2 separate regions of the Zea mays genome follow, and region 1 is linked to region 2. A link is a contact called in public Hi-C data. All regions are on one chromosome and are shown on one strand. The core of a region is the stretch at or near the end of the contact, and the rest is flanking DNA. Distances in the headings are between cores, read along the strand shown. Region 1 holds the start of LOC100501436. Region 2 holds the start of LOC100037792 (cytidine deaminase 1).

Region 1 (6,531 bases), core at 9-2,508, 190 kb before region 2:
AGCATCAATCACTGGCCAGTCAGAGGAGTCCTGCAAATATCCTCATAAGAACACCATAACCAAACGGCTGCACTGTTGTTTCAGTAGAAACTTACTCATCAAAACATGAGATGCACTTACAGTAAACTTGTGATGAGGCATTATTGGTACTATTTATTGTCAAGATGTACAGGCGATTATACATTCTCTTAGTTTCAATACGTGAGAACTGTACGAAAAGAAAAAGACAACGGTCTAAAGCCACAGCGACGAGGCAAAACAGAAGCAACTCTACTTAAAGTAGGTGAATTATTATTGCCTACGGAACCATTTGTGAAATCATCTTACTGGTGATCCAAGAATCACTGCGTCCTTGTCCAGCGATAGCGTGAGATGGCTGATCAGGCTAAAACTCCCAGTCAACCACCTCCCAGCAGGCACGAACAGCTGCGCCCCGCCCTTCTTCGCGAATGAGTCGAGGTGGAAGAGCGCATTCTGAAACGCCTTCGTGTTAAGAGTCGCACCATCTCCGACGGCGCCGAAATCGGTTACCGAGGCCCTGTGCGGCCTTTCTACACTCGCTGTCAAGTCCTCGCAGTACATGCCCCATACACCACTAGCCCATTGCGTCTGAGCAACAACGATGGTTGCGGAAACCAGAAGGACTTGAAGAACCTGCGCGAAATTCAAAGTGTCCGCGTCAGTAGCCTTAGAATTGAAGTTTCTACCATTCTTAATGATCTGCGTGAATATGCCCATTTGATTCTTTCCCCCAAAAAAAATCTCTGGCTCTACATCCGAGCACCCCGAGAGCCAAATTGACCCCCATTCAGGAAAGGCGCTGACGGCGGAGCAATTCGCGAGGAAACACCAAAAACTGAATCGCAACCCCAATCCAGATACCCAACAAGAAATACGGTCTCCTTACACTCGCGGATCTACCCATCTTCCTGCTACAGTTGAGCATCCGCTCCTTTCCTCTCCTCTCGAGCGGTTACTGAGTTCCCATCAAAACAACTGCAGCCACCAATGGGAGACCCCGAAGACAGACCTGCAGGTTATTAGCGCCACAAGACCAGCGAAGAGCGTGTCAGGGGAACGGCGAACTGAGAGCAGAGGAACCGTCGAGTTTCGCTCACCGGAGGGGGGCAGAGGAAGAGGTGATGTGAACCCTTCTCGGACGGCGAACCGCTCTCGGCTCCACACCTCGCGGGACAGCCTTCCGTCTCGAAGCGAAGCCGCGATAGGATGCCGGTAGCTGCACCTGCAGGATTACGCGATGCAATGGATGACGGTGGAGCTGTGGAAGCAAGCAGCGTCCAGAACGAAATGGATAGAGAATGTCAGCGCGGTCAAAGTACAAAGCTGCTGGATTAGACTTGCCTTAGGGCCCGTTCGTTTCTGCTGGAACATACCAGGATTAATTTCAAATTTCCAAAACTTATAGTAATTATTGAAGAAATCTAAGCCAGATTTATTCCACCCCTTCATTCCATGCGAAACGAACGGACCCTTAAGCTATTTTTTAATCAAACTATGGTCGGACAGATTCTATAAAATTTAGTAGAATTTATGTACCAGATCATTAGATACTCTAAAAAATTATAGAGCTAAAGTTGTAGATCTTTATAAGGTATTTAGATAAATCGTTTTATTTATTATTTAGATTAAAAATATTTTTAAAACTATTTAAATTGATATTATAAACTATAGCTCCACCTAGAACCTAGAGCCATCTCAAACATCCCCTATATATTTAAAGTACCAATACAACATTATATTCTAAATTATAAATCTTTTTTATCCAGAATCATTACTGTACATCTAGACATAAATGTATAATTAAAATTTATATAAAAATTATATATCTAGGAAAAGCTAAAGTAATATATGTTCTAGTCAATATACAAGCTATCCACCTCATCCTCCATTAATTATTCACATAATGTTCTACTAAAAGCTATGTTATGCTACTAAATTCCAATCTCTTTATGTTAGTTTGAAAACTCAAATTCCCTACAAGATTGAAGGGGGTTTGAAAGAAAATGAACAAATTTTTCTCTCAATCCCCTTCAATCACGAAGGGGATTTGAGTGTCCCATGTATCATTTTCTGATAAAAAAAAAGTAGATGCAAAAACATAGAGTCCTGCAACAATGTGCGGTCTATTCTTCAAATAAATATAAACAGTAAGTTGGCTAACATAAACGGATTAACTTTGCTTATTATAGCATTTGGATGTTATTTAGGTACCTTTTTATGAATATATTTTATTTATTTATCTGATTATAATTGTTTTATCTTGACTTGTTTTTACTTTCTATCCATGAACTCCGACTCTAACTTACATGTATTCTCATCTTTCTTTTTCTATTGGTATCCCGTGACAGTGCAATTCTAGCTAAGGCCAAATTAAGGCTATTATGGCCAATATAATTGTGGAAAATATTATTTTATACTATAAATTTTATAGTTTATATATGAAATTTAAAATAGTAGATAGAGATGAGTAAGATGTTGGGAATAGCCTTTTGGTCTTATCTTGGTGAGCTATGTTATTAGCTACAAAACCACTTTTTAGGTCTCTATCTAGTAATTCCTAGCTTTTTATTATATTTAAATTTGAAATGATCTTGCTTCTTTTTATTATGGTGATCGAACACCAGTCCACCATGCTATTTGCTATGGCAATTTTCTCTTGCCTCTTGGGACAGGCGGACGGCGTACAACAGCGGCACGACGCTGGATCGCTAAGGTGAGGCCCTCAACTCATTATCCATGTGTTTGGTTGCATGTATTTGCTGGTGCTTGCATCGCGGGATACAATGAGCTGGTGTTTGGTTGTTATTAACCAGGTTCTATGCGTGCGAGGTGTGTGTTTGGTTACCTGCGTGCAGATGTGGAATCAGGCTCGCACAATACTTAAAGCACCCTGATCAAGCTCTGCAGACGCGTGCAAATTGGTCGCATCTCTGGAACCAAGCTCCCGCCAGCCTGGCTCATACAGCCGGACTACCGGAAGAAGCCAACCAAACAAACCTATGTGTTTCTTTATCTCCCTAGATCGATCATAGTTACATTTAGGCATATTGTTTCTATAAAACACATTTTCTCTGATGTTGCTTAAATGAAAAGGTAAATAACATGTATGTTTCTTAATTATCATGTTGTAATGTACACTATTACTACAAAATATCGAATATACATTAATACAATTTTATTTTTCTATCTAAAATAGGCCTAATTTTAATATTTTGTTTAGGGCCTCAAATTTTCCCGGCTGGTCCCACATATCAGTGGCTAGTGGCTGTTCTATTTTTGTTTCTTTAAGTAAAAAGAAAACGTCAAACATGCGGGGTACGACCGGGCAAGTCCGTCCGGGATGGGCGAGGCGATGCACGGTTGACCTGTGGAGGGGCATGGCTAGGGATGGCAACGGAAATTCTCCGTCGGGTTTTAGCTCCCCATTCTCGTCCCCGCGACGAAAAATTTTCCCCGCGGGGATTCCCACGAACGTTTGCGGGGGACATTTCTTCCCCATCCCCGTTACCCGCGGGGATAAATCCCCATCGGGGATCCCCGTACCCGCTTAAATTATAATTAGATTGTACTTCGTTTGTTATTAATGTAAAACATTGTCACTTATACATAATGTTAGATGTAAAAATCATTATGTGTACATTAAAATGAACGCATTTGTACAACTAGTGATCTTTTGTTAAGATAATTATTTATTTCTATTATTAACTATTATATAAAAACATCGTCATATGTAAGTTTAACGAGTCCCCGCGGGGAACGGGGATGGAGAATGCTTCCCCATCCCCGTCCCCGTTTACCCGTCGGGGGAGAAATTTCCCCCATTTACATCCCCGTGGGGGAAGAAATTTCCCCATTCCCGTCCTCTAATAGAGGAATTCCCCGCGGGAAATCGGGGATCGAGTTCCCGTTGCCATCTCTAGGCATGGCTGTTGGCCATAGAGAGGGAGATGACAAGCCAGAGCTGAAGGAGGCCGAGGCGACAACAGACGAGTAAGCGATGGGAAAACGAACCATATAGAAAAAAAAAAAGAATGAATGAATGAATGAGAAAGCCTATTTTTATCTAATAGTAGCGGTGGTTTTTTTTCACCACTCTAAATCTGAAGTTGATGAAACATCCTTGAAAATAGTTATCTCCTTCAAAAAGAATTTTAGAAAAAACACTTTGTTTGATTGAAAGAGTGCTACTCCTACGATGTGGGAGTGACAAAGAGAAAAACATGAAAGATGATTTGGTAGAAACTGCTTTTTGACTCGCGGTTCTTGTTGTTTTCAAAGAGCTCCTTCCTTTTTTTTTCTAGAAAAAGTCTATCAAAGAATCCTCCACATATGATATAGTTTTTCAAAAAGTTGTGGGAGGAGCTCTAGCTCTACCAGGGGCTCAATTTGATAAATTTAGATTTCGTAAACTCGACTGTTTTATTAACTTTTGGTAAAGTAGAGACTGTTTCTGACGAATCTTTTAACTCTCAAACTACGTCACCAATCCACGTGCTTCTTGTCTCCATTCATTAATATATGACGCGTGTCTAATTCATGGAAGACGCCAGAAATTAAACAAGAAAAAGTTATGACCCTACGGTCTTAAGCTATGCTGGAATATTAGGCGCCCTTCGCGCGCCTCAGAAGTTTTCGTCAGATAGCCATAGTTTTTGTAAATATTAAATAGTAATACTATGCTGTAACATATATTTAAAAATGAATAACTTCTAGATATGGAAATTTTGGTAAAGAAACAAAAAATAACTACAAATGATTCAAAAATTACAGAGGCATATATTTTTAGTGATACGTTGATTCTTAGATGATTTTAACCAGAAAAGTCACTGGCGCTCATGATAATAATGGAGATAGCAAAGAGATACGTGACGTATATCTGGTCGACTGGTCCTATTCAGGTTGCAAGAGCAGCATGTACACAAAACATGCTCTCTGGTATTCAGGCGCACTACAAGAATCCAGAAAAGCAGAGTAGAGATTCCAGACAAAAGCATCTCGGCAGCTGCAAGAAGAAGATAACCTCCCTTCTTAAATATTTGTCTTCAGTTAATTTTTAAACTAAATTGTGACAAATAAAAAAGAACGGAAAAAATATTATGTTTTTTTCCTAAAATCTCATATATAATAATAATAATTATTACCAACTAGGTGGAAAGAACGAAGGGGCATGTATCTGAAATTAGATAGTAATGTGATGAATAGAAACTGTTGTGCGAGAGAATGAAAAAGGGGTATCCAGTCTTTATTGCCTTTTGGTATATATACATGCGGAGGAGACACGAAAAGGGAGTAAGCCAAAGGCCACGTCCGTACATGGGATCGTGCAGGGGCACGTCCCTTAGTGGACGCCGGTTGAGAAAAGCAGTCAACAACTGCTTATCTTGCATAACACTCCCCCTTAAGCAGTTGTCCATTATGTATATCCTCCCTTGAAACCTGTAAGCAAAAGGTAGTTTGCAATAATACACTGTGTAATACTCCAGAAAAACCTAGTGGGAAAAATTTGGAGAAAATCAACAGTATATGGTATGTCTTTGGTGTCTCTATCGAAAAACCCTGATGGGAAAAATCAAGAGACTGACATATGCTTGTGTTGACATTGCCTCATTAAAAACCTAACATGAGAAAACATGGTAGTAAAACTCATATAGGAAAAGAGTACAATGTGATGTCAGTATTAGATTAGTCAAGAGATACTCCCCCTGATGCAAGCAAATCTCTAAGTCGACGCATACCAATACCCTTAACACATATCCGAAATGTGGAATAAGGTAGCGACTTAGTGAATAAGTCTGCGAGGTTGTCACAAGACTTAGATTGCATGACCTTAATCTCACCACTCTGTTGAAGTTGATGAGGGTAGAATAACTTAGGGGAGATATGTTTGGTGACATTGCTCTTGATATAACCTTGTTGCATCTGAGCAACACAAGCAGCATTATCTTCATAGATAATGGTGGGTGATTCAATGGGATGAAATCCACATGATGATTGAATGTGATTAATCACCCTTCGAAGCCAGACACATTCACGTGAGGCTTCATACAAGGCAATAATCTCTGAATGATTAGTGGATGTTGTTACTAGAGTTTGCTTGGATGACTTCCAAGAAATAGCAGTTCCACCATTCAGAAATACAAACCCAGTTTGAGACCTTCCATTGTGGGGGTCTGAAAGATAACCAGCATCTGTGTACCCTACAAGGCTAGGATCTTGATTTCTTCCATAGAATAGACCGAGATCTGCCGTGCCATGGAGGTATCGAAGAATATTTTTGATTCCAGTCCAATGGCGTTTGGTAGGGGATGCACTATATCTAGCAAGTAAATTTACCGCAAAGGCAATATCGGGCCTTGTATTGTTTGCTAGATACATAAGTGCTCCAATTGCACTAAGATATGGGTACTCAGGACCCAAAATTTCTTCTCCTTCGTCTCGTGGTCGAAAAGGATCCTTATCCCTTTCTAGGGTACGGACGATCATAGGAGTCTTAGACGGATATGCTTTATC
Region 2 (6,441 bases), core at 411-2,910:
TTTTACCAAAGGCGAGAAACTGTGACCTTAGAGATCATAGGTCCAGGCCATGTCCAGTGTTGACCTTATCTCAGTAAGTAAAGCTGTGCAACTACGAGGGAACTACAAAAAAAAATACCATGGCAATGTTCTCACCTTCCTGATGAGCAACAAATGCAGAAGCAACTGAGATGGTTCCATCCTTTGACTCCACAACTGCAGTACAAAAGCACATACGTTGAGATTGAGGTCATGGTTTATCAGAAGAAACCGTGCTGCTAATATCGATTATATACAGCTAATCAGCGATTAAATTTCATCAGATTACTTTGTCCTAAACTTGTACCGAACCACAAAGAGATCAGGTTGGCAGACAAGAAAAGATGCAGCTGCGAAAAATATTGTAGGTTCCTTTTGAAGCAAAGGCATAAATTTCAATGACATCAATTATGACTTGTACATTCAAATGAAACAAATAGTTTGGCTCAATTTCAAGACAACGGATCTTCAGTTAAGTATTTCAGACATCAATTCATTCATGGCAAACACTCAAATCACTTCCCCACTTCTAGGCTGCAACCTCGTTTCCATTATCTTTTTTTTTAAAAAAAATCCCCGCTTGTAAAGAGTAATTTTTCTGTCAGATACCAGAATGTCCTAGAATTTTACTTGTGGAACCAAAACCGAATTCTGGTTTCATTAGGTACTGTTTCTTGTCATTTGATGCCTACATATCTGAGTAATTTTTCTGTCAGATACCAGAATGTCCTAGAATTTTACTTGTGGAACCAAAACCGAATTCTGGTTTCATTAGGTACTGTTTCTTGTCATTTGATGCCTACATATCTATTTGGCATGTGCCCTGTTGGCGCGGAATGAGCAGGAAAGACACAGACAAGAATAATAGTAGCATGGTCACATGGATCCAGCCCTATGGTCTGTCTACTTGCTGTATAGTTTAGAGAAAGAAAAATCGTTCCACGATGTCATGCTTATATGATGTCTTTTCAGTAGAGCAACAAGCAGACTGGTGGACCTTACAGCATCGACGCTCAGCTCATGCGTGTGCATCCAGATAAAAACTAAAGTTTGTGATGCACAATCTGATTGGAATCTGACGGAAAAAGGGGGGCCAAGGTGACCCAGTAGGCAAGCAGGCAACAGAGTTACAACAACACTGTCCAATGCCCATATACTCCACGGGATATGGAGCACCGCCGGAATCGCTCCGTATCCCCACCCCCACCCTAGCGGTTCAGGCTCACCCGACGAGATTCGCAGAAGCAAAAGCAAAAGCAAAAGCAAAAGCAACAAGCTGAGTAATCAACTAGTGTGCATTTTCGTACGCGAGGCATATGGTATAATAACATGATAAAATCGGGCTTAGAATTCGATTGTACGCCGTGAACGTTAAAGTAGTAACCGGCGGGATCCACGCCCAGCAGAGCCAACGCGAGGGGAGATGAAACGGCATGCCCGGACCGCCGGATGAGGCCCCATTGGGACCAGCGCACCAGAATCCGCTCGCTCAATCACCCCCCCCCCCCCCCCCCCCGCCGCATCCTGGTCCCTCGAAACAGAACCGAGAACGGACCTGGAATTGGAGCCAGGGAGAGAGGCACAGGAGCACGATCACGATAAGAGAGAGAGAGACACGTACCTTGCGCCTCATCCATGGTTGGGGCTCGGAGAGGAGAGAGAGAAGAGGGCTCCAGCAACTTTTGAGCGACAGAGAAAAGGAAGCAGAGGGGCGTCTCGTGCTCTCCCGCCGATCGGGTCGGATGGGTGTCGTCGTCGGTTCTAAATAAGGAGGCGGGCGAGGCCGCTGGCCGTGTGGGTCGACTGCGACCCGTCTGGAGCCACTCAGGGTGACTGCCAAGTGGGTCCACAACAGCACCCTATCCGCGGCTGATTGGGACTTGGGAGGCGGGAGAGTCACCGACGCACCGCGGCCGTGAACTCCACGGACCTGGTTCACCGCTGGGAGACGGGTCTCCGCCCCGCCCCGCCGCTCTCACGGCCCTGGTCTGTGGCTACTGGCTGGTGTACCATGAGATGGGTGGACATGGTGCACCTCCCGCAGCGCAACGGAACAAGTGTGACCTGTTTTGGCAGGCTCTACGCCTTTCGGATGGAGTTGGGAATTGGGATAGTCTGCCCGGGGACGAACTCTTTGCCGTATGGGCTAAGTACTCCGGCGGCCGGTCGCCTGCGCCGACCACCGCCCGAGCACGCATTCACATGCTCTCCAGCAACGTTTTTTATATTTATCCTCTATATTTATCTTTTACAGTCTATTTTAAAAGATTATATCTTTTGTATATCATTTCTCTCAAATAACGTCCTCTAAATCACGTCTTTTATACGCAAAATACATATATTATAGACATTTTTAAATTTTTAATTTTTTTACATACATACTCTCAAATGTGTTGTACATATTTTAGTTTTGTTAAATCGGTTGTTTAAAATATTCAAATGGATAGAGTAACGTTTAGAGAAAATCTATATAGAGGATCTAACCACGTTCTCTAAATTTATAGGATCGTTTAGATGATGATGCTGGATTGATTAGAGGACGATCTGATCCTCTAAATTTAGGATACAAAACCCTTTAGGGCCTGTTCGGTTAGCTCTCAATCCATGTGGATTGAGTGGGATTGGATGGGTTTGAATCCCAAATAAGTCAAACTTCTTCTCAATTTTTTCCAATCCCATCCAATCCATGTGTATTGGGAATAACCGAACAAGCCCTTAGAGTTTCTTGTTGGAGCTAATCTCATTCTCTCTCCTCTAATCGGTCGCAATGGGGACGTGCGCCACCCCAGCCTCGCTGGACCTTGCACATTTTCCTCGTTGAATGCTTGCTTGCTTTGGCGTCGGCGTCCTTGGTCCCTCAATATTTTCCTTGCGTGTAGGCAAAGCGAAAGGCTAGTTGAAGTCCTCACCGATTCCTTAATATGCATCAGCATCGCCTACTAGATAGAATACAAGGGAGCACTTCTGTAGCAGAGATTACGTAAACTTTGTCTCTTATATTAATTAATTCTATTTAGCAGAGATCTCGTAAAGTGCTACTGATCGTGTCTCACGTTGAGACCGATGCAAAGTTTCTGACATATGGGTTATGTGTCTAATGATCTAGTTAATTAGCAGACAGGTCGAAACGCTATTAGCATGCATGCATGTGTGAGTACTCTCTCGGTACTAAAACAGTGGACATTCTAGGAATTTTATATACGGCATGCCAATACGATAGCTAAAAGAACTAAAAACCTTTACCGGTAGAAAGAGCTATATATAGAAATATATTAAAAGAAGAGAAAGATATATTAGAAGAAGAGAAATGTATCTACAATGTTATATTAGAAAAGATATATTAAAATAAAAGGGAAGAAGTGCTCATATGTGTGTACCTAGCTCCCTATTACCAGGGCCGTTCCTGACATTTAAGGGGCCCGGGACAAGATTATAAACAGAGGCCCCAACACCATAAAATCGTTTTTTTACTATTATATGTATATATATATATATCAACTAATTATACTTAATGTATCACATAAAGACTTGAGCAGTAAAAAATAGAAGTAAGATTATTACCTCAAATATATTGAAGAGATCAACTTAAAAATGTCTTCTAACATTTCTAGATGAAAAATCATCAATGATGGCTTCAATATTGACATCATCTAATAATTTCTTCTCAATACATAAAGTTGCTAACCCGTTTAACCTTTCTTGAGACATTGTAGACCTTAAATAATTCTTCAATAACTTAAGCTTTGAGAAGCTCCTTTCAGCTGATGCCACAGTTATTGGTATAGTAAATAATATCCGATAAGCAACAAATATATTAGGATAGCAATCCATTCTCCTAACAAACTCAAAAATTTCCATAGCAGACATTGATCTATCTGGCAGTGTCATTTGCAATATTCTTAACTCTGATGTCAGATTATTTTCCTCAAAATCAAATGAATCATCGACAGAGAAAGTTTTTGCCAACATGGTACAATAATCCTTGAGTTTAATGTGATCCAATGATTTCAACGATGCTGAGTTAAGAAGAGGCCCAAATATACCATTGAATACTTGGAGGTCTTCAAATCTATTTTTAATGAACTGCTTGCCATATCAAGCATAACTAAAAAGTAATTTACTTCAAAATCTTTCTCACCTTGTAGATTTGCCTCATTGCTGCAATCATTTTCATCATAATGCTTTTTCCTTAGAGCACGCCGCTTTACTGGAAATGATGCCTCTACACCCATTACAGAAGCAATATCCTTGGCAATCACCATACTAGAAGCAAACCCTTCATTTCTATACTTGTCAAAGTAACTCATTATACCATCTATTTGCTCTAAGGTAGAGTGAAGACACATTGATGATGATTGCAACTTCTTGCTCACAACATTTACAACATATAAAATATCATGCCATATAACCATACCAAGAATGAATTCAAAGGTACCAATCAAGTCATACAAACTCTTTGCATCACTCTTTGCCATGGGCTCAGTATCAGAAGCATGATGTAACTCAAACAAAGCCGCCCTTATATGAGGAGCTTGATATCTAATTGCTGCCACACTTTTGATACGACTTTCCCAACGAGTGTTGCACAATGATTTCACAGTTAAACTTGGCACATGATCAAGTAAAACTTTCCATCTTTTTGTAGAACCTGAAAACAATGTATATATTCTTTGCACAATTCCAAAGAATGAAACAACTTTACTACAAGATTTTGCCATATCACAAAGAGTAAGATTAAGACTGTGACAAGCACATGGCATATAAAAAGCTCTTGGATTCTTATCAAGCAACCGTTTCTGTACTCCTTGATGCTTTCCTTTCATATTAGAACCATTGTCATAACCTTGACCCCTTATGTCATCAATATCAAGACCAAAGGACTCCAATGAATCAATCAAAACATTGAAAAGCCCCAAACCAGAAGTGCTCATATGTGTGTACCTAGCTTCCTATTACTCTCTCGATAATAAAACAGTGTTTTACGGTTGTACACGGCTACCAATAACGTGGTAGCTAAAAGAACTAAATACCCTCGTGAGAAAAAAAAGAGATAAAACGAGTTAGAGATAGAAATATATCACACATTAGAAGAAGAGAAATGTATATTGAAAAACGAGATGAAAAAAAACTCCTTTCATTCCAAATTAAAATTTGTTTTAGTTAATTAATAAGTTCATACTTGATGTATTGTGTTATATATATATGTTTAAATTTATCATCATATATTTAAATATAGACATAAAAATTAAGAGCTAAAATAATTATTATTTTAAGACATAGGGAGTATTATATATCTCTCATCTCTCCAAGGTGACGCATGCACACGTGGTACAATCTTAAGCCTATCATCGCTTGCCCTCCAAGAGATAATGTGGACAAGAGATAAGAACCATGTGCTGGCTCATGTTGACACGCACGTTATCATCCATCGAAGCATCTTTGCCATGTGATGACTGCACGAGGAAGCTAGGGGAGGAGGTGTGGGCGATAGCCGACAGGGGTGTGTGGTTGGTGGTAAACCAATGCACTGTCATTACGTATAGATAGAAGTATAAAACGGGTGATCTGATCGGTTGTGCGTGTGTTACGATAGATCACAACAATACCCACATCTAAATTATCCACACAAAAAAATTAAGATTTTTTATCGACTGTCTCCGTTGTCCGCATAATATTTTTTTATTTGACTAACTGATGTTGTTGTTTACTTCATTCAATATGTCTTGGTACAACACGGCCAATGAAGTGAGCGATTAGAAGAGAGTTCAAAACGGCTGACTGAACGAAATAGATTATAGAACGACATAATTCTACCATACAGAGAACAAACAAGAGGAAGTTTGTAAGCTCAAGTTTCTAAAATAAGTCACATGAACTCAAAGCTTCCTTTATCGAAAATGAACTCAAACTTATAAAAAAGATAGATCAAAATATGGAATGATTGCTAAAGTCAGGCGTTAATAAAAACTGGATGCGCTCCATACAAATTATGGTACTTCGTAGCAATTACTAACGTTTAAAACCAACAAATAACCTTTTCTTTTACTGTTGACAGCACCTAGAGGGGGGTGAATAGGTGATCCTGTAAAACTTGAACTTAATGCCACAAAAACTTGGTTAAACGTTAGCACAGTATTGCCAAGTGGCTAGAGAGGAGTCTTAGCGAAACACAATAACCACAAGAGAATCAACACAGGTAGACACAGTGGTTTATCCCGTGGTTCGGCCAAGTACAACACTTGCCTACTTCCACGTTGTGGCGTCCCAACGGACGAGGGTTGCAATCAACCCCTCTCAAGCAGTCCAAAGACCCACTTGAATACCACGGTGTTTGCTTTTCTTTTCTATATCCCGTTCGCGAGGAATCTCCACAACTTGGAGTCTCTCGCCCTTACAAAGATGTTCACAAAGAAGCACAGAGTA

The links. Hi-C and Micro-C count contacts between places; a contact is called where the count stands out from the background.
Region 1: a Hi-C map of ear shows a contact between it and region 2, with 5 times the contacts expected there. The contact joins the promoter of LOC100501436 here to the promoter of LOC100037792 in region 2. A contact is called at or near these places in 3 of 25 Hi-C or Micro-C datasets (ear, endosperm and leaf).

Annotation. Positions count from the first base shown.
Region 1 is chr7:25,302,097-25,308,627 of Zm-B73-REFERENCE-NAM-5.0, reverse strand. LOC100501436 reads right to left here and starts at 1,258. Exons shown (of 7, transcript NM_001196151.1): 1 at 1,119-1,258; 2 at 908-1,030; 3 at 328-654; 4 at 1-30. The coding sequence starts at 946.
Region 2 is chr7:25,108,875-25,115,315 of Zm-B73-REFERENCE-NAM-5.0, reverse strand. It overlaps LOC100037792 (cytidine deaminase 1), which reads right to left and starts at 1,660. Exons shown (of 5, transcript NM_001112493.1): 1 at 1,640-1,660; 2 at 136-195. The coding sequence starts at 1,655.